2 separate regions of the Pan troglodytes genome follow, and region 1 is linked to region 2. The links are chromatin contacts, called in public Hi-C maps. All regions are on one chromosome and are shown on one strand. The core of a region is the stretch at or near the end of the contact, and the rest is flanking DNA. Distances in the headings are between cores, read along the strand shown. Region 1 holds the start of ELAC2 (elaC ribonuclease Z 2). Region 2 holds the start of HS3ST3B1 (heparan sulfate-glucosamine 3-sulfotransferase 3B1).

Evidence for each region. A called contact is a pair of places that touch in the nucleus more often than the background predicts.
Region 1: a Hi-C map of stem cell-derived neural progenitor cells shows a contact between it and region 2, with 6 times the contacts expected there. The contact joins the promoter of ELAC2 here to the promoter of HS3ST3B1 in region 2. A contact is called at or near these places in 1 of 7 Hi-C or Micro-C datasets (stem cell-derived neural progenitor cells) and 1 of 1 datasets of contacts at active chromatin or transcription factors (stem cell-derived excitatory neurons).

The regions. Positions count from the first base shown.
Region 1 is chr19:57,675,125-57,681,488 of NHGRI_mPanTro3-v2.0_pri, reverse strand. ELAC2 (elaC ribonuclease Z 2) reads right to left here and starts at 1,617. Exons shown (of 24, transcript NM_001009034.1): 1 at 1,373-1,617; 2 at 742-792; 3 at 533-603. The coding sequence starts at 1,617.
Region 2 is chr19:56,395,666-56,401,803 of NHGRI_mPanTro3-v2.0_pri, reverse strand. HS3ST3B1 (heparan sulfate-glucosamine 3-sulfotransferase 3B1) reads left to right here and starts at 2,000. Exons shown (of 3, transcript XR_675343.5): 1 at 2,000-4,870.

The DNA of each region.
Region 1 (6,364 bases), core at 368-2,867, 1.3 Mb before region 2:
CTGCTAGACTCTCCAGTTTACTGCCACAAATCTCTGTCCCCGCAATGCAAGAAACTAAGTGGATGGTAACACTTAAGAGGTGGTATCCAAATTAAAATCTGTTCTCCTGAGTCACAGCTTTTAATGCTCTGTGCTGCTGCTGACTGGGCTGGTATAAAAAGAATTCCAGGCCCGGTGCGGTGGCTCATGCCTGTAATCCCAGCACTTTGGGAGGCCGAGACAGGAGGATTGCAGAAGTTTGAGACCAGCCTGGGCAACATAGCGAAACCCCGTCGCTACAAAAAATACAAAAAAATTAGCCAGGTGTGATGGGGCACACGTGTGGTCCCAGCTATTTGGGAGGCTGAGGTGAGGGGATCACCTGAGCCCAGAAGGCAAAGGTTGCAGTGAGCCAAGATCACGCCACTGACCAAAAAAAAAAAAAAAAAAAAAAAAAAAGTAGCTGCCCACCCCAGACTTGGAAAAATGGTAAAGCCGGTTAAAATTCCAGAGACTTCCCACCAGCCTCTGACACTGCAAAGAATATACTCACCACTTAAGCCCCCAACATTAGACCAGTGCATTCGTGTCAGGAATATGTTGTCCAGGCGAGCAACCTTTAACCTAAGAATGAGAAAACATTTAAACAGGATAACAGGAACAGAACAAGGGCCACTTTTGCTATAAAAAACAACTGGCCTCACATTTCGGCTTTCAAGCCCCGTAATCAACTCCCCCTCCGAAAGCAAGAGACTGACTCACTTGTGCTCCTGCATGAGTCTCTGAATGCCTTCTCCACAGTTGAAGAGATACCTACAAGACACACATTACACAAGACATTCAGAAGGTTTTATTCTGTAAACTCTCTGACACCAATTAGATGTTTTATTGTAGACTCTGGAAAAAAAAAAAAGAAAAAAAATTAAAAGTCCACGTTGGACTACCGAGCCACATTTATGCTGGTGGGTTTTGAGCCCTCCTTAGCAGAGGTGGAGAGGAGTGGGGGCCTGTGTGTGTGGGTGCTAGGACAAAATGAGTCCTTTCTCCACCACCGGCTACACACAAGATCTGTCCACCCCACACGCTAACAACGACACACTGGCCTTGGGGTGCACGGAAGAGGGTGGAGCTCCGAAAGTGCTGACAGCCAGGCCGGGGCCCAAGGGTTGGGAAAAGGACGCTCAGACCCACGTCTGAAGTTCTTCACAGATCCCCAGAAATCACATGGATGCAAAGAATCTCGGATTTCCCACCCACCATAACTCCACGAACCCCCGCAACAGTGAACCACATGTGTGAAGTAGGGAAGCCGAAGCCCTGGGAGGTGCCCCGATGCTCAGAGGCTGCGCCGCACTGAGGGCCCAGCGGGACGGGGCGTGGCTCGTAGACTGACCGGTTGAACTCGGAGAAGACGTAGAGCGCGGCGCCCGAGTCCCGGCTACCCGCTGCCACCACCTGCAGGTACACGGTGTTTGGGCCGCCGGAGCACCCCGACGGTCCGCGCTTCTCTCGCGTGCGCAGGTGCCGCAGCGGGTCCTTGCGCGGCCGCTCGCGGCGGGCGGGTGCCTGCGATATGGTGCGTCCCTGCGACATGGTGCGTCCGGCCGCGGACCGCAGCAGCGAGCAAAGCGCCCACATGCGCCCGTCTCCACCAAAACTGAGAAAGCCGCCGGTCACCTACGCCCGCGTTTCCCGTGCACCACCTAGCCGCTCCGCATGGCGGATCCAGCCAATCAGCGCGCCGTGCACCGAGCTTCCCGCCTACGCGAGGCTGCTCATCCAATAGAAAGGAGCTTTACCGCTCGGGACTTGTCAATTGACAGCGGCCATAGAGTAGAGGAATACTAGAGCGTCTCAAGCGGCCCCGCCCCTAGTTCTGTTCCGGATTCCCGGCCGCAATTTTTTCCGGAAGCTGTTTTTCTCCTGGGGTGGGACTTCCGGAAGCACAGTGCCAGGAAAAGCCTTCCTGGGGAAGGCGGGTCCTAGGAGTTTGGAGTTTCGCTAAAACGCTCCTGTTCCCACCAGATAAGAGCTGTGTCGTTAGGGCACGTCAGTCCCTCAGAGCTTGAGTTAGAGGTGGTTGTAGTGGTTGTGAGGATTAAATGTGAGGAAATCAATTGTATTGAGCATTAGCATAAGCGCTTTGCTAATTTTATTTCCATTGTAATTCGTATGCATACATGTTAGAACTTGATCATTTTTACGTGGTGTCCCGAGCTTGTAGTCCCAGCTACTCGGGAGGCTGAGGCAGGAGAATCGCTTAAGCGCGGAGGCGGAGGTTGCGGTGAGTCGAAATCGCGCCACTGCACTCCAGCCTGGGTGACAGATCGAGACCCTGTCTCAAAACAAAACAAAACAAAAATTGTAGTGTTTTTTGGAAAGAAAAGCAAGAATAGAGGACAAGCTCTAAAGCAAGAGTCTTGGCTCATTTGTTAGCTGCGTGATCTTGACCTCTCAGAGCCTCAGCTTTCTTATCTGTAAAATGTAATAACAGCAATAACAATATCTCCTACTTCAGAATATAGAATTCAGTCACCTGATAATATATCAATAGCCCTTTGAGTGGCACTGTCACAGAAGAGGCACCCAGTAAATGATAGAAAATTAATACAAAATGGTTCAACTCCTAGACAATATAGCTGACCAGGGACATCACAGAAGTAGATGTCCCAATACCAGCTTTTTGAAAAAAAACACCCAGTCCCCTCTTACGTAGCTAATGAGGATTTCTCACTGAAAGGGATATCAGTTAAAGCCGCTAGAAATACAGGGAGCTCCCTTAAAAGAGGAAGATAATTTACCTGGAAGCTCCACTCAAATATGATTTTTTAAAGATAATTTACCTGGAAGCTCCACTGACATATGATTTTTTAAAATAAATACTGAAAGATGTCACTTTTATTCAGGAAGTAAGGGAGATTCAAGTCATGTAGATTCCTACTCGAAAATCTTGACACCTGACTTTCCAGGATCACATTTTCATATGGAGACCAGTTTCCTCTTGGTTTCTTCAGTTAAGTCAAAACTACACGTTCCTCTTTCCCCATATATTTTTGCTCATTAGTGTATTTCTTGAGCTGTTTTCATTCAAATATGAAATTTTTTATGGAAGATTATCACCCACGGTGTGAAAACGTTTTGTACTTGAAATAACCATCCCAGTGAGGGTCAGGAAAACACTTCAGATCTACTTTACACAGTTAGAGGGTGTTACAAACTGAAAAGATTATCATACCACCATCTCCATAAGTATTTGAAATAAAAATGATAGTTTTTAAAAGTTGCTTAAAGCCTGGGCACCGTGGCACATATCTGTAATCCCAGCACTTTGGGAGGCCAAGGCGGGAGAATAGCTTCAGGCTAGTAGTTCAAAACCTGCTCTGTGGCCAGGCATGGTGGCTTATGCCTGTAATCCCAGCACTTTGGGAGGCCGAGGCAGGTGGATCACCTGAGGTCAGGAGTTTGAGACCAGCCTGGCCAACATGATGAAACCCCGTCTCTACTAAAAACACAAAAATTAGCCGGGAGTGGTTGCATGTGCCTGTAATCCCAGCTACTGGGGAGGCTGAGGCAGGAGAATCACTTGAACCCCGGAGACAGAGGTTGCAGTGAGCCAAGATCACGCCATTGCACTCCAGCCTGGGCGACGGAGGGAGATTCCATCTCAAAAACAAACAAACAAAGCAGCTCTGGCAACAAAGCGAGACCTCATCTCTACCAAAAAATACTAAAAAATTTAAAAATAAATAAGTAACAATTAGCTGGACATGGTGGCATGCACCTGTTGTCCCAGCTACTCTGAAGCCTGAGACAGGAGGATCACATGAACCCAGGGGTTTGAGGCTGCAGTGAGCTATGATCATACCACTTTACTCCAGCCTGGCTGACAGAGTGAGACACTCTCTACAAAAAAAAAAAAAAAAAAAAAAAAAAAAATTAATTCATTAAAACTGCTTTTAAAAAGTGTAGTGCAATAAATAAAATACTGATTTTTTTCCTGTGATGACTGCTTTGATCCTTTTAAAAAATATATCAAATTTCACAAACAAAAATACATTGGTTCCTCTATTTTATCGGTGCCCTATGTGCATATCTATCTGTTGGGTAATCTCAAACTACTTATCTCAAAATTATAGGAGGAATCACTTTTGGTCATCTACTTATATAAAATTCTTAGGGCTGGATGCTATTTAGGTTGTTTCTAGGGCCCAGTGTACTTTCTGCACTTATGCTCTGGGTCATATTTTTATTCCTGGTATATGAAGACAATAGCCAGTACTTCTTCAATCTGAGGTTATACTGGAATGTAAATTTCATGAGCCTGGGATTTGTCTGTCTGGTCCTCTGCTGTATCATTAGCTCCTAGGACAGAGTCTGGCTTGTGGCAGACAATAAATACTAGGAAATTAGAAGCAAACCAGTAGCTTAAATGAGGTTTTCAGTTTACAACTAAGCAGGGCCTAAAATTCAATCAAGACAACAATGTATGTGTTTTCTGAAGGGGATTGGTGTGACTGGTACCTCCAAAAGGATAGTTCAGAGAGTCTGAAACAGAAAAGTGTCTCTGGACTTGCTGGAGTAGAGGCAGCCTGACCATCGGGACAGCAGAGAAAGTGGAAATCGAGGCGACAGACTTTCAGAAGTCAGTGATATTAACAATTAATATAATACAGCCACTTCCTCTTGGTTTGAGTCTCTTTTTGTTATCCATTTTGTATATGGGCAGCTTGTGGCTTGAAATCACTTTCAGTCCTTTTGTTGGTCACGGTTGTGTTTAGTAAGAATAGCCTGTCTCTGCTCCTTGCAGTGGCTGCTGGGTGGCTCAATGGGAGTGGAACCCACACTCACAGGTGTGGGTCCTGGGTACTGGCTCTGCTGGGGGTGCTTTGGTTCATTTCCCATTGCCTCTCCATCCATGTAGACTGTCCACATTCAGTAGTTAGGCTGAGCTTCTCTGAATGGTGGTCAGCCTCCAAAAGGATGAAATGAAATCGCAGTGCTGCTGAAGAATAAGGCCCAGAAGTCAACGCAAGACACAGACAGCACCCACCTAGATTCAAAGGGAGGAAAATTATATTCTACCTCTTGAGGGGAGAAGTATCAAAGTCACATTGCAAAAGAGCCCTAGACGTGGAAAAGTCCAGGCTTTCTTGGAACCCTCTTATTATCCTATGGGGTGGGGGGGTCCTATGAAGAGATGGCTGCCAGGCAGAATAATCTGGCCAATGAATGCTGGGAGCAGTACATTTTCATATGCCTGTAGTTACAAAGGTATAATTTATAACTTGACTTTCTGCTGTACACGCTTGTAAGTATGGTTGCCATAAGCTAGTCCACTCATATGTGGCCATCTCTTGGGTATATTTATAAATCAGACTTTTGTACCTACAAAGCTGGGGCAGTTCCTGGGATCCCCAAGATCTGGTGATCTGACCAAGGGACACATACTTTGGGACCCTGTCTGAAATACCCTCTGGCTTTCTCCACACAGACTTTCATTCACTGATTCATTCAGTACACTCACACACACACACACGAGTTTCTAGACACTCTTCTAGGGTTCTAGATGCTGTACTGAGACCTTGGTGTACAGAAAGACGAACAAGGTCTCAGAAAGCTCAGAAAGTTGGTGTCTTGGGCACGGGGATGGGGCCCCAGGGCACACAGGAAAACATTATAATAGAATCAGGACAGGGATGCTTTTGTCTTCACTGGGTCTGAGGTGTTTCTGGTTTAGAGCCCTAGAAACCCAACAACTCCAAACTTGATGGCCACAATGCATCAGAGGGAGAATTGGTTTTTGAAACAAAAGTTACTTTGGGCTGGGCACGATGGCTCACAACTGTAATCCCAGCACTTTGGGAGGCCCAGGCGGGTGGATGACTTGAGGTCAGGAGTTCGAGAGCAGCCTGGCCAACACGGCGAAACCCCGTCTCCACTAAAAATACAAAAATTAGCTAGGCGTGGTGGTGGGCACCCGTAACCCCAGCTGCTCAGGAGGCTAAGGCAGGAGAATCACTTGAACCCGGGAGGCGGAGGTTGCAGTGAGCCAAGATCATGCCATTGCACTCCAGCCTGGGCAACAGAGCGAGACTCAGTCTCAAAAAAAAAAAAAAAGTCTGCAGTCATGTACAGCAATGTCCTAGACCTTCACATTCACTCACTGATGCACCCCGGGCAACTTACAATCCTGCAAGTTCCATTCATGGTAAGTGCCTTATTCAGGTGCTAATTTTCTTTCTTTCTTTCTTTCTCTCTCTCTCTCTTTCTTTCTTTCTCTCTCTCTCTCTCTCTCTCTTTCTTTCTTTCTTTCTTTCTTCTTTCTTTTTTTGAGATGGAGTTTCACTCTTGTGGCCCAGGCTGGAGTGCAATGGCACGATCTCGG
Region 2 (6,138 bases), core at 751-3,250:
TTACAAGGAATTTCTCATCCCTGCCGTCGGCTTGGCCAGCAGCAGCCGCGGGGCTGCGCCAGTGCCCGCCTCTGGCCAGGGGTTCCCGCGCCTCGAGCAGCTCCCTGGGCCCTTCTACGGGAAGAGGGGATCACGGCGCCCGCGACATCCAGGAGCTCGGACGACCGCAGCCTCACCACTAACCCCCAACAAAGGTACAGCGGGAGTCCAGGCCGAGATAAAATTCCCTTCCCAGTCCGCTGGAGAGACAACTGGCCGCGGCTGCCCTCTGCTCCGCTCCCGGCTGTCCCGCAGCTGCGAGGCCGGGGCCAGAGCGCTCCCTTCCGGGCGGGTATCGGAGCCGCTGCGGCGCCGACCGCCCTTCATGCCCGGGCCGCTGGAGAAGGCGGAGCGAGCTCGCAGCTGCTAACCCCCGAGGGGCCGCCTCGCTGGCGAGGGGAGCGGGAGGAAGGTCCGGATTCCGGTGGCAGGAACTGGGGCTCTGGGCCACCGGTTCAGGCTGCCCCAGGAAATGCCTGCTTTGCGGTGCCGCAGAGGGTATAGAGGAGCTCGGCCCCAGAGGGTGGCTGTTGGGGAGGCGGAGCTGGCCGCAGGCTGGAGCAGCTGCGGAGCCTCCCATCCCGAGCCTAGAATCGGAGAAATTTCAGGCGGAAAAATACTGCGGGGATCTTTTGGCTCAAGTCTCCCATTCTACAGATGTGAAATTTTAGAGTGACCCGACTGGGGTCGCACAGAGGGCTGTTGGCAGCAGGACCTGGGGGAAGAGCGAGAGGAGAGGGCCCCTGTGGCGGCCCTGTCCTGTCCTAAAGGAGAGGGGCTGCCTCCCAGATGAGAGCCCTGAGAGGCCGTAGCTGCGTACCCTATTCGGTAATACCAAATAAACCAACCAAAATAAAACATAAACCTTATAGACGTGCTGAAATACAATTCTCTCCTTTCTACATTTCCGAATACAAACATTTTGAATGAGTTTATCAGAGGTAAACCTTTCCCTCGGTTTTAGTGGTGGCAGTTTGCTGATGCCCAGGGTCCAAGCGTGGGGAGCCCCGCACTGCTGAGCAAAGGTTAAGGGCAGAAGCTCAAACTGGGTTCACGGTTAATTTGGCTACCAGCTCTGTCCAGGTTTGAGCCTTGGGTTCTGCATCTGCGGAATGGGAAGACGGTTGGGAGAGATGGCCCTTGCCAAGGGTGGACCGAGAGCGACCGCCGCGCGTGGGAATTTCACGGCACAGCCTGAGACTCTCTAGAGCAATGGGAGGATCAGCTAGGTGGGCAAAAGGGCCAAAGCGTCAGTTCGCCGCCCAGGTCGTCCTCTGGCGCCGCTTCCCAGCCCGCCCAGGTGCTGTCCAGGCCCCAGACGACCCTCCGACCTTGTGCCGGGAAGGCCCCGCGGCGCGGTGCGCACCGCGAACTCCCCTGTGGTTCTCAATAGTTGGAATTGAAAGGATGCCGGGTGGGTCCGGCCCGAGACTTAGCTGTGGGAGCTCAGCTCTGCGCTGCAGTCAGAGCAATTTCCGACGCCCACATCTTTACCTCTACTCCCTCCTTCCCTCAATCCACCCCCGGAAAAAAGAAACGCCAAATGTATTCAGCTGCCTCAATTTGTAATTGCTCACTTATTAGACTTTACTAATCCTCAGGACAGGGACTTTTTATATTGGGATTGTCAAAATCCTTAAAACACTGAAAGACTCACACCCAGGCAAGCCTGAAGTTAGCCACGTGGGAGCTACAGTTCGCCTAACACACACCTATACAACATGAATTTTCCGCCTAAATAACATAAAATTTGAAGACACTCCCTACGGAGACACTATTTTCTCCTCACATTTCCAAATAGAGTCGGGCTAGTGCTCAGAAATATATTTGTTCTCATGTTTTAGAAGTTTAAAATAAATGGATTAGATTATAAAATTAAGAGCGAATAAGTCACTTCGAAGAACAAACACAACGTCCCAGAGAGACACGGAAAGAAAAGCTAGAAAGAAGTTATTGCTGAGAATATAAAAGCGGGAGGGAAATCCTCTGCCTAATTTATTTCTCCCTCAACAGTTTTGTAAGAAAACGTTTTGGGCTCAAAGTAGTTGCAAAGAAGTCTCCCGTAGCACAGCCGGGGCGCACGGGTCCGGTGCTCGCAGCTGTGCTATCTGAATCCTCTCTGGCCATTACCGCTGCTCAGGCACATTTTCAAACCAGGGGTGCTAACGTCAATCTGGCTTTCTCCGTTTGCTTCCGACGAGGGGGGACCGGACCCAGGGTGGGGCTGCGTAAACTCGGGGACACTTGGGAACATTTACTCAGGAAGTGAGAGGGGCCGGCTGCTGGTGGCTGGTCCTGGACAGCGTGGTCGAGGGACCAGGGCTCAGGTCGGTTCCGCTGCGCCCGCCGTCGCCGACAGTGAAGTAAGTACAGTGCGGGCGGCGGCTCCCGGTGAGTCACTTCGTGAGTGACACTCAGCCCCGGGGGTCGCTCTGGGGTCGGAGTCGGAAGGAATGTTCTGTCCCCGGAACCGCTTGCAGCCAGGAGTTGGAGGCCCTCTGGCCCCGCAGAGGCTGGGTTATAGGCATCGAAAACTTCCTGAACACGACCAGTATGAATTTGATCTCGAGCTTCCGAACTCCAAACGCCTGGGCAAGAATTCAGCAAAGCGCAGCACCGCTCACCCGCACTTCCCCCAGCTAGCGGTTGCTGTTTCTTGGAAGACGCGTTTATCCGCCCCAGTCCCGGGTGGGTGGGTCATTTTGCCAAAGAAAATGTGGTTGGGGGTGACTTCGAGTAGACTTTCACTATTAAATAAGTGCACCTCAGTGATGGATTTGTTCCAAATTGATGTTTGACTTTTAAAAAAGCGATGGCGAATGACAACACGAAACAATCAGTGTCACAGGTTAGCAAATCACACTGTCTCCTAAATTAAGGCAAATGTTGGCTTTATATCTATTCAGGAAAAAGGGGGAGATGGAAAGTTTTCTCAAACCTAACGTCTCCAACAAACTCATATCCAGATAAAACTTCCTACACATGACTCCCACGCACATGTTTCGACCAGGAAACTTTTGTTTACCAGACTCTCTTCCTGGTAATTTCTCCTGTCTCTTTTCCCCTCCCCAACCTACTTTCGGCAGTTTGGAAGGCTGGAGATTTTTGTTAAGGACACTTTACACTAATCTCAGTTAACCGGCAGGCCAAGCTAACCTGGCAAAGAATAAGAAGGAAAGACACACACACACACACACACACACACACACACACACACACACACACACACAAGACAGCGATTTCCAAACATCCTTTCTACTTAAACTTCCTAATCCCGTGCCTGTCCCAGAAGGGTCTCCGAATGAGTCCCCGGCGTGGGTTGGCGGGGGGGGGGTTCCAGTGCCTAGTGCATCTCCGACCCTGCTCTCCCTCCTCCAACCGCCTCCCTACTCTGCAACACGTAAGCATCACGAAACCTCCTGCGAAACATCTGGATGGGGACTCGTGTCCCAACATCTGGGCAACTACCGCCAAGGCTGGCTTCTAGGGAACGAGTGCGGAAATGCGTGCGGGTGTGGGAGCGCACCACTCAGTAGGGTAGGACCTCTCCCAGCGCTAGGTCACTGCAGCATTCTTCCCACCATCTGCTCCTGTCACCAGCCCCTAACTCCGCCCCTCTGGGCCCGCCCCTTGTTCCGAAGCCAATAGCAACCCCTGACCGCCCTACACCGCCCAGAAGCCTTTCCACACCCCCTCGTCCTGGGAGCGGGTTGGCTGCTAAGCTCTCGGAGAAGCTTCTGTATTTGCATGGCGTTCGGGGTTTTTGGTAGGTAGAGCAGCCCGTCACTCTGGAAGGCCGGGACCGCCCACTCCACCTCGGTCCACAGCTCTCTTCCTGCGCAGTTCGCCTCCGCAGCCTCTGCGGGGAGGTGCCGGGGCTGCTCGAGGCTCAGTTCTTAGGACTGCAAGGAGGCAGCCCCGGCGTGCGGCGGTGCGCACAGTCTAGAGTGGCCAGGGCGCGAGAGTGCAACGTCCTCCTGGCCCCGAGCGCGTCGTCGCGCCCCGGGAGCAGACCCTCGCCCAGCAGTTACCGCCGTCCCGACTTTCCGTTCCAGTAGCAGCTCCTGCCGGGCAACATGTCAAGAGCCGCCGCCGCTACAGCTGCCGCCGCCACCTGGGGAAGAGCAGCAGCAGCAGCGGCGGCCGCGGGCACACGGGGGCAATAAACCGAGCCACCCGGGCGTCCAGCGTGCCGGGGAACCCTCTCTGCGCTCACTGCCCGGCGGGACCCACGCCATGTGCTGAGCCATGCCCCTGGCCGCGCCCGCGGGCAGCGCATGGGGCAACGCCTGAGTGGCGGCAGATCTTGCCTCGATGTCCCCGGCCGGCTCCTACCGCAGCCGCCGCCGCCCCCGCCGCCGGTGAGGAGGAAGCTCGCGCTGCTCTTCGCCATGCTCTGCGTCTGGCTCTATATGTTCCTGTACTCGTGCGCCGGCTCCTGCGCCGCCGCGCCGGGGCTGCTGCTCCTGGGCTCTGGGTCCCGCGCCGCACACGACCCGCCAGCCCTGGTCACAGCTCCGGACGGGACGCCCCCCAGGCTGCCGTTCCGGGCGCCGCCAGCCACCCCACTGGCTTCAGGCAAGGAGATGGCCGAGGGCCCTGCGAGCCCAGAGGAGCAGAGTCCCGAGGTGCCGGACTCCCCAAGCCCCATCTCCAGCTTTTTCAGTGGGTCTGGGAGCAAGCAGCTGCCGCAGGCCATCATCATCGGCGTGAAGAAGGGCGGCACGCGGGCGCTGCTGGAGTTTCTGCGCGTGCACCCCGACGTGCGCGCCGTGGGCGCCGAGCCCCATTTCTTCGATCGCAGCTACGACAAGGGCCTCGCTTGGTACCGGTGAGTTTCCCTGCCAGGGGCAGGGTCTCCATCATCGATTCAGACCCTGAGCTAAGGGAGACATGGCGTATGATAGGGAATTGGCAGGGTTACAGCTTCGGACCACCCGGGGTAGGGCAGGGAAACTACCGCAGATTGCGCAGCGCATCCTGTCCGGGTGCGGTGAGGGTTGCGCTCCGCTTGGTTCTCGTCACAACCCACAGAAAGTTCTCGCGGAGCACTGGTGCCCTTGAATTAATCAGGCGATCTCGCCGCAAAGAAGAAGGGCAGCGACTGAGACCGCCCTCAGCAAAGCGAGCCACCCTCTAACCATGGGGGTATCCGACTCGAATCGTATTTTATGACTCGTTTTAAATTTTTTCCTCCCGGAGCCCGAGACGCTGGGAATGTTCTGAGCCCCTTTGGTCGGTCTCCGCCCTCAACGAACTTCTAGAGCAGCTTCTGCTTCCCAGATGGGGAGAGGGGGTGGGGGCCGCGGCGTCCCGGCGAGGCCGCAGAGTCTGTTAACTTTTTGTTACAGTCCGCCTGGTTACCGGAACCCCAAGGGGGTCAGACCCGCCTCGCTCGCGAGCCGCCTGGGCTCGGGAGGGTGAGCCGGGCGGGTGGCCCGGCGCCTCCGCCTGGCGGGCGGGCGGCGCGCGGAGCGTGGAGCTGTGCTGGTCCCTGTCGGGCAAAGGCGCGCACTGCAACCGGCTGGAGCGGCGCGAGGCTTTGAAGGCGTCCGGGCCTCCGGGCACCGCCGCCCGTTTCCGCCTCCCTGGTCTCGGTGCTGGGATAGGGAAAGCAAGGACGCGTGTCTCCGCGGGGCTTTTACACGTCCGGAGCAAAGAATATTCGGGGCCCATTGATTGAGAAATGAGGTTTGCTTCGAGGTCGCGGCTTCCGGAAATTCTGTTCTCGAGTCGGGTTGCGGGTCAGGTTCCAAAGGGACAGCGGCCCCGGGGTCATAATCACTACCTCTGCCCACTGCTTTCCGCAGCTGCTGGTCTTTGGGGTGAGCTGTTGGGTTGCCCGAGCTTCGGGTAAGGCGCGAGTGGGCAGGAGGTCTAGATTTCGGCCTCCGATAACTGTCTTCGACTAGGGGCCCAGGTACCGACCCCCACATTTTCGTTGGGGTCTCCACCCGTAACCCTAGCCAGCACGACATTCAGACACCCCTCCAGGCCCAATTAGCTTCACAGAGGCTCAAGACTTGGGAAAACAAAAGAGGAGAAGATAACTGAACCCCTCTCCCTGTGCCCACCCCACTGTCGGGACCTGGGTGGGTT